Linked DNA regions of Mus musculus: region 1 is linked to region 2. The links are chromatin contacts, called in public HiCAR-type maps. All regions are on one chromosome and are shown on one strand. The core of a region is the stretch at or near the end of the contact, and the rest is flanking DNA. Distances in the headings are between cores, read along the strand shown. Region 1 has its middle 200 kb from the start of Calcrl. Region 2 has its middle 120 kb from the start of Zswim2.

Evidence for each region. HiCAR-type assays count read pairs that join an accessible place to other places.
Region 1: a HiCAR-type map of Th2 cells shows a contact between it and region 2, with 5 times the contacts expected there. The contact joins two enhancer-like sites. A contact is called at or near these places in 5 of 484 Hi-C or Micro-C datasets (the HPC-7 cell line, Th1 cells, Th2 cells and 2 more) and 1 of 115 datasets of contacts at active chromatin or transcription factors (Th2 cells).

What each region holds. Positions count from the first base shown.
Region 1 is chr2:84,219,100-84,225,646 of GRCm38.p6, reverse strand. No RefSeq gene overlaps it. Among named protein-coding and RNA genes, the nearest start is that of Calcrl, 200 kb to the left of the region's middle. Within about 2 kb of position 3,111, at least 3 of the 459 cell types and tissues checked have an H3K27ac peak or open chromatin away from gene starts, as enhancers often do. A contact at or near this core is called in Th2 cells, where this site is marked.
Region 2 is chr2:84,061,088-84,068,100 of GRCm38.p6, reverse strand. No RefSeq gene overlaps it. Among named protein-coding and RNA genes, the nearest start is that of Zswim2, 120 kb to the right of the region's middle. Within about 2 kb of position 2,605, at least 15 of the 459 cell types and tissues checked have an H3K27ac peak or open chromatin away from gene starts, as enhancers often do. A contact at or near this core is called in Th2 cells, where this site is marked.

The sequences.
Region 1 (6,547 bases), core at 1,862-4,361, 160 kb before region 2:
TATTTAAGAGAAAAATAATCATGACATGAATTAGTGTTTCAACCATGGCAAGCAATGATACACTTAACAAATGGCTGAATGCACATGAGGATGAGCCAGGGTCAGGAATAAATGAGAAGAAAAGAGTCCGAGATTCTGTTAGACTGAGCTAGGTAGAGTGTTGTTTTCTAGGATAAAGAAAACAAAAATTGAATCACATGTCTCAAAATATTAGACTTTCTAACAAATACGTGATGCTTCTATCAATAATAAAAACTGCACTTTTTACATCTCTGCTGGTCTTTGGTGTCTTCTCATGAGTGTAATGAACAGTGCTTTGCCCCTCACTTTCATCTGCAACAGAGACAGGTGCTTAAAGGATGTGTGGCCTGGGTACCCTCACTGGCCTTGGTGATTGGCATCTAGCATCGTGTTCAGCACCAAGGAATACAATGCTGACAAACTAAATGAGTAGCAACTGTAGAAATAATGTCAATAATCCACACAACTAAAGTTTATAATTTTCTACTTAACTATTCATCTACACATACCATGGATAAAGGCATTCAATAAAGATATTTTTAAAAACTAGGAAACTACATATTATCTCATTAGGGATCTTCAGGCCACACAAAAGAAACTTGAGTAACGGTACCAAATTTTCACATTGGAGAGACTTAAACAGTGAATGAGATTAAGAGACTAGCCTTGAGTTAGCATTTACATATACTACATAAAATAAGGAATGGCCATTGTTTTTGATAAAGTTCTCTTTTTGTCTCTTCCTGTCTGTCTTTTTCTGTGTATCTGTCTCTCTGTGGTGTGTGTGTGTGTGTGTGGGGGGTGTAGGTATGTATAGTAAGGGGAGTAATGCCAACAAAAATAAGGGAAGACTAAAATTACCCTCTGGGTTTTCTGGATTGCTTATTTACTTTGTTTTGGCTTGATTTTGGAGACAACTTTACATAATTTAATTTTCTGTGACAGGGTTTTAGAGGCTCTAAGATCATTTTCAAAATCCACTGTAACCATATTATCTTTTCCAAAAACTAACTGAAGCAAAACAACATTCTATACATGTAGACCTATTCAAGCTGATTCAGGTATAAGCAAGGACTGGGGAAAACAACTGATGTTATAAATGGCTAAGACTGTCCTGGGCAGATAACAGCAAGGCTGGTATATTAGGGTAGACCTCTTAGGTGAATTTCCAGTCACTTACAAACCAAGAAATTTTAATCTATTCTGTTTTAACCACAAAAGGCAATAGCTTCTATGACTGCATGGATCATAGATTTCAAGACTATGGTACCGAATAACAATTGGTGGGGCAGAGACCAGCATATCCCACCGCCAGCTGAAAGGCTTTCACTAACTTCTGGAAGGTGATTCCTGTTCCTGGCTGGGCTGCAGCAGGTACAGAGCTTGAACAACTGATACCTCTTACTTGACGCAGAGTCGCATGAGAATTGGAGACATCTAGTAGCATGTTTAAAAACAATAGTGGGCTATTCATAAACTAGACTGATAATAGGAATTTTGTTTTCAGGATAATTTTGTCCTTTCTAATTGTACTGGCTAGTTTTATATCAACTTGACACCGCTGGAGTTATCACAGAGAAAGGAGCTTCAGTTGAGGAAATGCCTTCTTGAGGTCCAACTGTAAGGCATTTTCTCAATTAGTGATCAAGGGGGAAAGGCCCATTGTGGGTGGGACCATCTCTGGGCTGGTGGTCTTGGTTCTTAAGAGAGCAGGCTGAGCAAGCCAGGGGAAGCAAGCCAGTAAAGAACATCCCTCCATGGCCTCTGCATCAGCTCCTGCTCCCTGACCTGCTTGAGTTCCAGTCCTGACTTCTTTCAGTGATGAACAACAATGTGGAAATGTAAGCCGAATAAACCCTTTCCTCCCCACTTGCTTCTTGGTCATGATGTTTTGTCCAGGAATAGGAACCCTGACCAAGACACTAATTATTGAAGAATGTATGCAGGTTTGATCGGAAAACCAACATATTCATTGTAATATTTACGTTCAGGCAAGAAGCAATCACACTCAGTGGAAATTAATTAGCACCTCTACTTCACTGAAGTATAACTTTCATGCTGTCATGAAAACCAAGAAAACAGAGGCTGCTCTAACCTTTTCCAAAGTGAGTAAAAATAACCCCAACAGCAAATACGTTAGCTGTGCCATTTAACCAGCTGTGTTCAAAAGTTTTCTAAGAAAAACACTTTCAAAAAAACAAACAAGCAAACAAACAAAAAAAACAACAAAAAAACCCAACCTGACTTCAAGACCAAGTTCTTAACTGGACAACACAGCAGTTACACCTTTAGTAGCTGAAGGTTTGCAGGGGCTGACTTTGTCCAGTGGAAGCTCCGATTTGCGTGGTTTCTCACAATAGACATGAATGTGCTGAAGCATGCCAGCCCACCCCTAAGCTGCAGTCAGAGCACCATTTCCTTGTCACCTAGTACGAATAGCAAGAGTCAGAAAATATAATGTTATAATTTACCTCAAGGGCCAAAGATTAACCTACTCCATTCTGCTTTACATTAATTCAACAAGCTTCAAATTACTGCTGGTTCAGAATCTCACTTTCACATCATACCCCGGGTGGACTGTTCATGTTCTATGTTTGGGAGAGCATGAAAACGAATTTCTGTTGGAAGGGTGGAAAGTACCTTTCAGCATAGCAAGTATTCAACTTCATCTGGACGCAAAAACTATCATAGTGGCAGGAGACACTTGGGGAGATAAAGGCTTGAAAAATGACCTCGATAGGTTTTATCAAGTTTGTGTATTGTGTAACCAGAACTGTAAAACCCAGCCATGATATTGTGAACAAAACCTCCTGAAAAAAGCTGTGTCTGCAGAGACTAATCGGCTGACTAGAATTTCAGTCCTGTGGAGAGTCTGGATTGTTGAGGGTCTAAGGACTAATTACCTTATCTAACTCTCCAGAATGGCCATTCCTTGCTCACCCCAGTGAACTAACATCTATGACCAGCTTCCACCAATCCCAAAGCTAAGAATATCATCAGATAACATCTCAGCTCTATAGGAGCGCTTCCCTTCTCACTGAACCTGCCTCTCTGGTGCATTTTAAATGTCTTAAAGCTATATTGATGACTTAAGACTTCATGAAACTGCTTTTATGTTGAAGCATGGGATGTGGGTTAACCCAAATCTGTGTTCCAGGATTGTGGTTACTCAAAATGATTCCAGAATAAACTACCTTATTCCTTTTAAGATGAGAGCTGTGTTTTTCCCATCAATAACATAACTCTACATTTTGTAATTCAGTATTTACTACAAACACAAAATTTTCTGCTACTCCCGGAAAGGTAATTAAGATTTTTTTTTTCTGACTGGCTATGGTTAGTCATAGTCATAGTCATAGTCATAGTCATAGTCATAGTCATAGTCATAGTCATAGTCATAGTCATAGTCATAGTCTTCTTCATGGCCCATGATGCTCCATCTCATTGTACATTGCCATCTTATTTCTCAGTTTATTTTTTTAACAAGTTGAAGGTCTGTAGAAACTCTGCAACAACTAGCTCTACCACCCCCACTTCCCTAACAGCTTGTTCTTTCTTAGCCTCTGTGACACATTTTGGTATTTATCACAGTATTTCAAACTGTCCATTATTATCATTTGTTACGGTGATATGAGGTCTCTTGTATTACCACTATAATTTGGTCAAATGAAGCCAGGCCAAAATAACACAAGCAATTTATGGCCTGGAAAGATGGCTCAGTGGTGAAGAGCACTTGATGTTCTTCTAGAGTGCCAGCATCCGAATGGTGGCTCATGACTGCTTGTAACTCCAGTTCCAAGGGGTCTGAAGCTCTCTTCTTGCTTCTGCAGGCACCAGGCATTCATGCAGTACACAAATATACACACATGCAAAACACTCATATGCAAGAAAAATAAAGTAAAATTAAAAGAAGAAAATTAATTCATCAAAGTTGTGCATCATCTGACTGTTTAACTCACCGACTAGACCTCCTCCTGTCTTTATGAGTCGCCCCACATTCTGAAAAACAAACATATTTAAATTGTGGCATTTAGTAACACAGTAGTCACCTGTCAGAGTTCCAATGAAAGAGAAAAATAACATCTCTCAGTTTAAATGGAAAAGAAAAAAAGACCACAATTGATTAAAGATAGTGGGTGTGGTACGGCAGAATCCACGGTAGGCTGAAAACTCATCATCTGTTCCACCAAAGAGTAACTTGGTCCAGTTGAGAATTCAGGCAAAGTTTCTGGAAGAAATGACATCTTTTCTTGAGAGAACATGAATGATAAGAAAGCTCAACTGACTGCCTGAGTGTTAACTTGGGGAAGGTGGGGGGCGGGGGGAATGTTCCAATTAGAAAACCAAATCAACTGCAGAATTCCCCTGAGCAATGCCCTGTTCTTACCCTTGTCTATGAATGGTGAGAGTGGAAGAAGCTGCAGATAAAGATGTTGAAGTCAGCAGAGATAGACTATAACGATAAGAGAAGCTCTAACAATTCAGAGGTCTCCTATGTCACCCAGGAAACCTAACTGGTATCACTGAGGATAGAGGCTTACTAAAAGACACATTTTCAAAGCAGAAAATAAAATCTTGTACTAAACAGAGATGTCATCTGGGTCCCTCACCTGAAGAATTGATAAAGAAAATATGGTACCCTTATAAAGCAGAGTATTACACTGCTGTTAAAAACAATAATGTCAGGAAATTTGCTGGCAAATGAATGGAACTAGAAAAAAAATCATCCTGAGTTAGGTAACCGAGACCCAGAGAGACAAGCATTGTGTGTGCTCACTTATAAGTGGATGCTAGCTGTAAAGAAAAGATTAACCATGCTACAACTCAAAGACCTAGAAAGGCTAAGTTATAAGGAAGGCTCAAGAGGGTGGGGGGACGAAGGGACATTCCTGGGAAGGTGAAAAAGAAGGTTTTCCCCCAGTGTAGGGATTGGGAACAGATGGTATGATGTATGTGTGTGTTGGGGTGTGGGTGTTAATACTGGTAGTATCGACTGGATTTGGGGGACATTTTAGATACAAGGTGAAAACCTAGAGCAGTGGAAACTCCATGGAATCTAAGAATAACCCGAGCAAAGACTGTAGTAATAGGGGGCACAGACCCATCTGCTGTATCTTGCAAGGCCTCAAGTGGAGGCTTTGGGGCATGAACCCAGCCGCAAAACCTTAACCAACAATTTGTCCTGCATGCAGAGCGCTCTAGGATGAAAGCCTAGCATAACGGTTCTCAGAGATACCAGACAGACTTCATCCAGCAACTGATGGGAGCAGATGCAGAGTCTCACGGCCAAACATTCGGCGGAGCTCTGGAGTCTTGAGAAGGAGAGAGAGGAAGGTTGGGAGGAACCAGAGGAGTCAGGGACAAACCAGGAGAATATGAAAACTTGGCTCACAGAATCAACTTAATGGGAATCATGTGGACTCACAGAAATCAGGTAGTCTGTAGGGGGTCTGACATAAGTCCTCTGCATATATATTATGGCTGTTTTGTGATTTTTTTTTAACAGTGAAGTGGGGGCTGTATCTAATTTTTGCCTGCTTGTGGGACCCTGCTCTTCTCACTGGGTTGCATCGTCCAGCCTTGATGTGAGAATGTGTGTCCTGTCTTATTGTAACTTCTTAGGCCAAAGTTTGGTTGATGTCCTTGGGAGACCTGCTCTTGTCTGAGGCAAGTAGGAGGGAGGGTTGATCTGGGGGAGAGAGGGAGGTGGAGGGGAGAGACTGGGGGGAGGGAGGGAGGGAAACCTGCAGTTGGGATGCAATATATGAGAGAGAAAAAATGTCATCTAGGATTTTTATAGCTAGAGATAATGTCTAGTTTCAAAGCTTCAAAGAGTGGGTTTTCTGGCTTAATGCCTGTTGTCGCTGGTAACTTTAAATCAAGGCCAATATTGGTTTACCATTCTGAAAATGTAAAGTTCCTTACAAATATTTTTAAATTCACTCTGCCTATGTTGTAAAACTAGAAAACAAAGTCTAAATGACAACACATCTGTTTACCATATTCCACTAAACATTAGTAAATCACTGTTACACCATACTAAGGTTACTTTTAAAATAGTATTGGCCTTCACCAACACTTCCAGTCATGGAGATATACAATGGATTAATGTTATTTTGATTATGTTAACACAATATCAATTCTATAGCCTAGGGGTCAATTTCAACTTTTAAGTTGTATTAGTTAGTTTTATTTTTACTGTATCCAAATACCAGAGAGAACAATGTAGGAACGATTTAGTTTGACAGACAGTTTCAGAGCATGTGTTCTGTTCTTGCTTGGCCTCGAATATTTGAGCAGAATGTTATGGTAGCAAGAACCTTTGATGGAGGATAGCTATCTATATTACAGTATATGAGAAACAGAGAGCATGATGGGAAGGCCCCATATTAATATTTTCCAAAGACCTGTCTCACTTGACCTCTTTCTCCAGCTATATTCCACATCCCAAGATTTTCAGAGCCTCTCAAAATAGCACAACTGATTGGAGACCAACTTTTTGTCTTTGCGAGTGGACATAATTTGA
Region 2 (7,013 bases), core at 1,356-3,855:
CTGGTGCTTGAGAAGGCCAGAAGATGTCAGATCCTAGAGCTAAAGTTACAGAGAGTGAGGTACCATATGGTGATAGGAACTAAACCATGGTCCCCTGCAAGCAAGCCAAGTCCTCTTAATTGCTGAGCCACTTATCCATCCCCCAGAGCACTACTCTGAAGACACCCAGTTACTCATTACCACTGTTATTTTCAGTATTGAATTTTGAATCCATTGTTCATATAGATTGATCTACAGGTTACTCAACATCTTTCAAAGCAAATTAATCCACACATTAATCAATTTCTTTGTTCCTTGCATCTTATTCTATGCTATCTGAAACAACAATATGAACTAATCAGTACCCCCGGAGCTCGTGTCTCTAGCTGCATATGTATCAGAAGATGGCCTGGTCGGCCATCAGTGGAAAGAGAGGCCCATTGGTCATGCAAACTTTATATGCCTCAGTACAGGGGAACGCCAGGGCCAAGAAGTGGGAGTGGGTGGGTGGGGGAGTGTGTGGGAGACTTTTGGGATAGCATTGAAAATGTAAATGAAATAAATACCTAATTAAAAAATAAAAATAAATAAATAAAAAAGAAAATGCATCATTTAATGTTTCTTTCAATAATGTTCTGCGTAATAACCCTAATTAGTATTTCCAGTCTTAAAGTATTCTGAGTATATTTTCACTTTTCATCTCTAACAAGATGTCCATTGTTCTTGAGCATGGCAAGTAGATTCTGAACCTCACGGCTGACGGGTTCTAAATCTCACCATTCTTACTTTCCAGCCACTATTGTTCAGCTCTGAAAAGATTACTAAGCTCAGTTCCTATGAAACCAAAACACTAGCACACCCCTCTTAAGCCACTGAGTAAGGAGGGCTAGAAGAAGGGAAGGAAGATGATCATGGGATGTATAATTCACAGAGCAAGACTCAATTTATCTGCACACATTTCTCCATGTATAAGAAATATAAGAAATTCTTCCTTCTTGAAGTCAGGAAAAGGTAGGCAAAAAAAAAAAAAAAAAAAAAAAAAAAAAAAAAAATCTCTAAAGCAAATTGGAGCTATCCAAACCATGATTCTTCTGTGAGTCAGTGATGACTTCCTTTCAGCTAAACTTGGCCAACGTTTTTATCTTTCAAGATGGACCCGATATGACAATGATAGGACAAATCACTAAGAGAGAAAGATCAGTGAAACCATGAACACTTCCGCAATTTGGTTTCCTTTAAGCTATAAGGGAGATAAGGTAGAAAAAGAAGGTAAGTATGAGTGTTTTAAATAAAAACTTCTAAGTAGCTGAAGATAATCATTTTTATAATGTAAATTTAGAATTTGAAATAGTTTAGTTTTTCTAATTATAAATTATATAGAATTCCCGCTCAAAAGATAGTTAATTTTGCATTTTCCTAGACTTTGGTATGTACTTCAGGAAAAAGCAAGACACCAATATCTTTGCTAGGACATAGCAGCAAAATTGTTCATGGGTGTTACTAACATATCAAAACAAGACTGGTCCATTATCACATAAAATACACAAACTCGTAAGAAGGAACATTTCCTATATATATTTATTTAACCATAATCTAAGGGAGTCCTTGTTTGTACTACATTAAAACTGAAACCATTTAGGGAACCTCAAGTAACAATAGAAAGAATGGGACTCTTCCTTTAAAGATAAGTTTCTCCCATCAGGAAATTAAATGTTTCTTCTGGCAGCAAATAAAGTCCACAGAGGAATGTAGGCTCACACGTATACCTCCTCAAAGCTAATCACAAGCCAGGGTTATCCAAGGTTCAGACCAAAGGGAGGGGTAGCCTCAGACTTCCATGTTACTTGAGCATATACACTAATTTAGAAGTATTAAATGAAAATGATTGTAGTATTAGAAAGGTTTCGTTAACATGGTTAAGTGTAACAAATGAACACTAAACTTTTACTATGCATGGAAGAGAATGTCATCTTTTTAACAACAAATTTTTTTTTACAGTCCAGACCTAACACCCATACCAGTCTGCCCTCTGACAGTTCCTCATCCCATTCCTCCTCTCCCGTCTCTAAGAGGATGTCCCCTCCCAGCCAGGCCTCCCTACTCCCAGAGGCCTCAAGTCTCTCAAGGGTTAGGTGCATCACGGAGGCCAGACCAGGCAGTCCTCTGCTGTATATGTGTCATGTGTCATGAGCCTCATATCAGCTAGTGTATGCTTCCTGGTTGGAGCCTCAGTGTCTGAGAGATCTCAGGAGTCTGGGTTAGTTGAGACTGTTGGTCTTCCTATGGGGTCTTTCTCCTCCTCAGGTTCTTCTAGCCTTTATTTTAAGATTTTAGTTTTTAAGTATGTGTATATATGGAAGAGTAAGGGATGTGTACCTGAGTTCAGGTACCCACTGATGCCAGAAGAGGGTGTTGGAGCTGGATTTTAGGTGGTTTTGAGCTGCCCAATGTGGGTGCTGGAAACCAAACTGGGGTCTTCTGCTGTTTGGGTACATGTTCTTAGCATCCTCTCCAACCCCTAGGGAAGAGAAAGAAGGAGAAAATAAGTGAGTGACTTTCAGATCCTCTATGAGTTGTTAAGTCAGGTTTCCAACTGATCTACAATATTGCTGGGCCTCATTTCTCAAACTATAAAGATAAAAACGCTGCATGGTCTATAAGCTTGCTTTGTGGACAGATTGAACGGATATGTGTCATACTGCTCTACATGTTCTCTACTGTTGTACGAACGTCTATCTGTAGAAAAGAGGCATGCCTGTTTCAACCACACGACACTAGACAGGATCAAGGTGCAGAACCCGTGGCTGTCTTCTGTCTTCTGAGAGGTGGCATGCCTAAATGAATGTCTCCTTGCTGTGGAATCCAGGGACTCTGAACATCCCTAGAGAGACATCTAGTGTTTGAAGTAAGAAGAGAACTGAGATTTGTTCGTTTGTTTTGTTTTCTAACAGAATAAAATAGTCTGTGATCAAGGAATGAAGACTACGTTACAAAAACCAAAATCAACATTACACATCCCTGCCCTCTTATCAATCATAACAATTATAAGCCTTTTAAGCTTAAATTTGAAATCATAAGCAGATACTTATAGAAGAAGACAGAGACAAGGAAGTTTTTTTGGTGTTTTGTTTTGTTTTTTGTCTCTTGTTTTTTGTTTTTAATCTCGCAAATTCCTCTGTAAGGCACCTTTCTTCACCCAGAAAGGAAGAGTTTGGACACACCAAAATATTCGGACTGGGTCAATTAATAAATCAAAGGTCTCTGCCCTTGAAACTTAACTCAGAGTAAGAAAAAGGCAATTAAAAAGTAAAGGACATTATTACAGTTTGGGTGTGAGATGTTGCCCGTGGGCTCATGTGTGTGAGCACTTTGGTCCTTGGCTGGTGGTGATGTTTCAGGAAGATGTGAGCCTTCAGCAGGTAGAACCTGGCTAGAAAAAAAAAGGGGGGGGGGCCCTGTGGAGCAGACCTTGAGATTGATAGGCCAGCTCCTCTGCTTCCTGTTTCCTCTCTACTAAGTGTTCACTGAGCTGAGAGCAGTTGGGGAAGTCCAGCACAGTCCTGCCATCATGGGTCACCTGCTACTACCAGGCCTTCTCCACCACGGAGACTGTATCTCCTCAAACCACCCACTCAATAAATACTTCTCTTCCTGTGTTTGCCCATAGCAACAACAAATACGCATGGGATATCTTAAAAATAAATAATCCAGATGGAGAAAAATAAAATGAAGGAGAGGCAGAGAGAAAGCAATACTGATAAGGTAATGACATACTTACTCTCCCTAACCAAGAAGTGGAAAATGAAATCATCATTTAACATTATCTTTATACAGATGCAAGTCCTTTCTTCTTCCACTGTGAAAAGAATTGGCATACATATCTCAGCACTTGGCATTCAAGTTTTTATTTAGAATAAATTGAGTAGTTGAAGCAACTATATTTATGCATAAATATAGGAGGTCTCCAAATTTCTTATGTGACATTTTTCAATTGCTTTTGCTTGAATTTTATGCTCTTTATCTGAATTCTCTATGGCCACAAAATAATCCAATTTCTTCCAGTAATAATGTAATCATTGACCTAGAACAATTTCATATTAGTCAAGAGGTGAGAGGTCTCAGAAATGACATCAAGGACACAATTTAACACACACACAAAAGAGCTTTGTAATTTTCACAGTTTTTTATAGACCCATTGTCTTCCATTAACCAGGGGAAGCAACTTATTGATTCAAAAGATGCGACCTGTATATCGCATACATTATCATATTGCCAATTCCCTATCTGCCTCTGGCCATTTAATCATATTCAAAGTTCAATAGTCACATAATTGGAAATGACTAATTAACACATGATAAAGGAAGAATTGCCTTTCTTTTGCACATTCATTCTACTACTAAGACCATTAACCACCAAACATTCTTATCCTTTCTCATTTACCCACACACACAAACATTCAAGCGTACTCATAAACATATATACAGAACTCAGCACAGAAAAATATGTAAACTCTTTTAAAATTCAGATGGCATGGTTTTGTTATTCTGAAAGAGACTGATTTTCAATGCTGTTTTATCTTTAATTGCTGATGAGTAATGAAGTCACTTGTTGAGTCCATAACTTATTCATAAAATTCTGAGGAATTATAGAAAATAATTCATTTCCCATGACTTTCACATGTTACCTTCCAAGGCATGGAAATACACCATACCCAGTCCGAATGAGAAAGAATCATGGATGTGAATTTACCTGGCCATTAGAAACGTACTTTGTTATCTCTATATTCATAACAGAATCTGCCTAGAACCTCTCTGAAGGTCCTCTAGCTTAACTGATGATTCTGGAATTTCACTAAGTCATACAAAGACTTTCATCAGGGAAACCAAGGACAAGAGGCGTCTGGCCACAACATGAACGTGATATTGAAAATGCAGTTTTCACACATGAAACTCAAGAAGAACGAAGACCAAAGTATGGACACTTTGCCCCTTCTTAGAACTGGGAACAAAACACCCATGGAAGGAGTTACAGAGACAAAGTTTGGAGCTGAGATGAAAGGATGGACCATCTAGAGACTGCGATACCCGGGGATCCATCCCATAATCAGCCTCCAAACGCTGACACCATTGCATACACCAGCAAAATTTTGCTGAAAGGACCCTGATATAGCTGTCTCTTGTGAGGATATGCCAGACCTGGCAAACACAGAAGTGGATGCTCACAGTCAGCTATTGGATGGAACACAGGGCCCCCAATGGAGGAGCTAGAGAAAGTACCCAAGGAGCTGAAGGTGTCTGCAACCCTATAGGTGGAACAACACTATGAATTAACCAGAACCCCCAGAGCTCGTGTCTCTAGCTGCATATGTATCAGAAGATGGCCTAGTCGGCCATCATTGGGAAAAGAGGCCCCTTGGTCTTGCAAACTTTATATGCCTCAGTATGGGGGAAGGCCAGAGCCAAGAAGTGGGAGTGGGTGGGTAGGGGAGTGGGGGGGGTGTGTGGGGGAATTTTGGATAGCATTTGAAATGTAAATGAAGAAAATACCTAATTAAAAAAAATAAATTAAAAAAAAATTTAAAATGTAGTTTTCATTTTGCTGTGTAATTCAACTTTATGTCTCAAAGTTCATCCCTAAAACAATAAGAATGAATGCTGTGCTGTAGAAAAAGCTTTGTGTTCATAATCCACATCATAGCTGGGTACAAATACTTATTGCATGTTTGAGGTCGTTGGAAAGTGTTTGTTTGTTGGTTAGTTGGTTGGTTGGTTGGATTTTTTTTATCCTAAAGCATCTTCCTCGAAATTATTGGTCAAAAATAGGGTACCAGAGACACTAAAACCAATGCAGTATATTGCCACCTGGATTTGATAGTAAGATCTGATTGCTAAAGACACCAAATACTTTGGTCACAGGACTTGGACAAAAGGTTGGTACTGATGTAGAAGCTGCTTCTGCTGACTACCTTCCATAAGACAAGAAGGCGCTGTGAAGGCTGCTGCAAGCAAAACGTTAACAATGCTCACTTAACCAGCAGTGAATCCTGTGACTACAGAAATGACTGGCCTGACAAGATATGTCCAATACTGGTATGAATGTTGTGAGGGTAACAATCCACTTTCTGATTGGATTTAAGGGTCTCTCTTTAGAAATAAACTCATGCCTAGTACTGTAAATCTATCCAAAAGCCTGTCTGTGGCTTAGGAACTCAGAGACCCTAAGGATGAACTTTCTACCATTATCATGATACATAGAAATAGTATGAATCATAGATGAATTCAGCACTCATTCCTTATCAAAGACACAGCTTATTGGAGATAGTGAATGGCGGTTAATACTCAGTCATAAATGGGACATTATATCATACAAATAACATCATGAAAAGGAAGCAGAAGACTGTAAGAAGAGAGTCTGTGGAGGACTGGTATGAAATAGTGCTGGATATTACAGGGCTATTGCACTCGTGAATTCACAGCAAGGTCTGTGCAAGACCCGCAAAGACCACACCAGTCAACAGTCCCTAATGGGTGGGAGAGGCACACAGCCTCCACCTATAGCTGTGGAGCTAGTGATGGTTGAGAGCTGCCACTGGTGGAGGAAAGGGAGTTTTCGTTAGGAATGTGGCTTCTGGTAGGTTGATCATGGTCCCACACCTATGCATGTATGGGTAGCACTAATTGGACTTAGTGAATTATGAAAGAGACAGGAAATAGAGAATGAGAGAAAGGAGAAGCATAAAGTTGGGAAAGAGACATGAAAGTATCAGGGGGAACTAAAGCAGGGAGTGGAAGTGGATATGACTAAAATATTTTGTATGAATGTATAAAATCCTCACATGATGAATTAAAAATAATAGGTTTTGTTAAATCTTACTAGTGATTTCTGGTCTGATGTCTGTAATAATATTATACAAAGATATGTTGGAGTGCATTTTCAGCGATGCACTTAAAATTAAAGATTACAAAAATAGAAATCCATGCTGTGAGGTAATAGCATGAACCAATTAGCACGTAAAATCTCTACAGGACTCATAT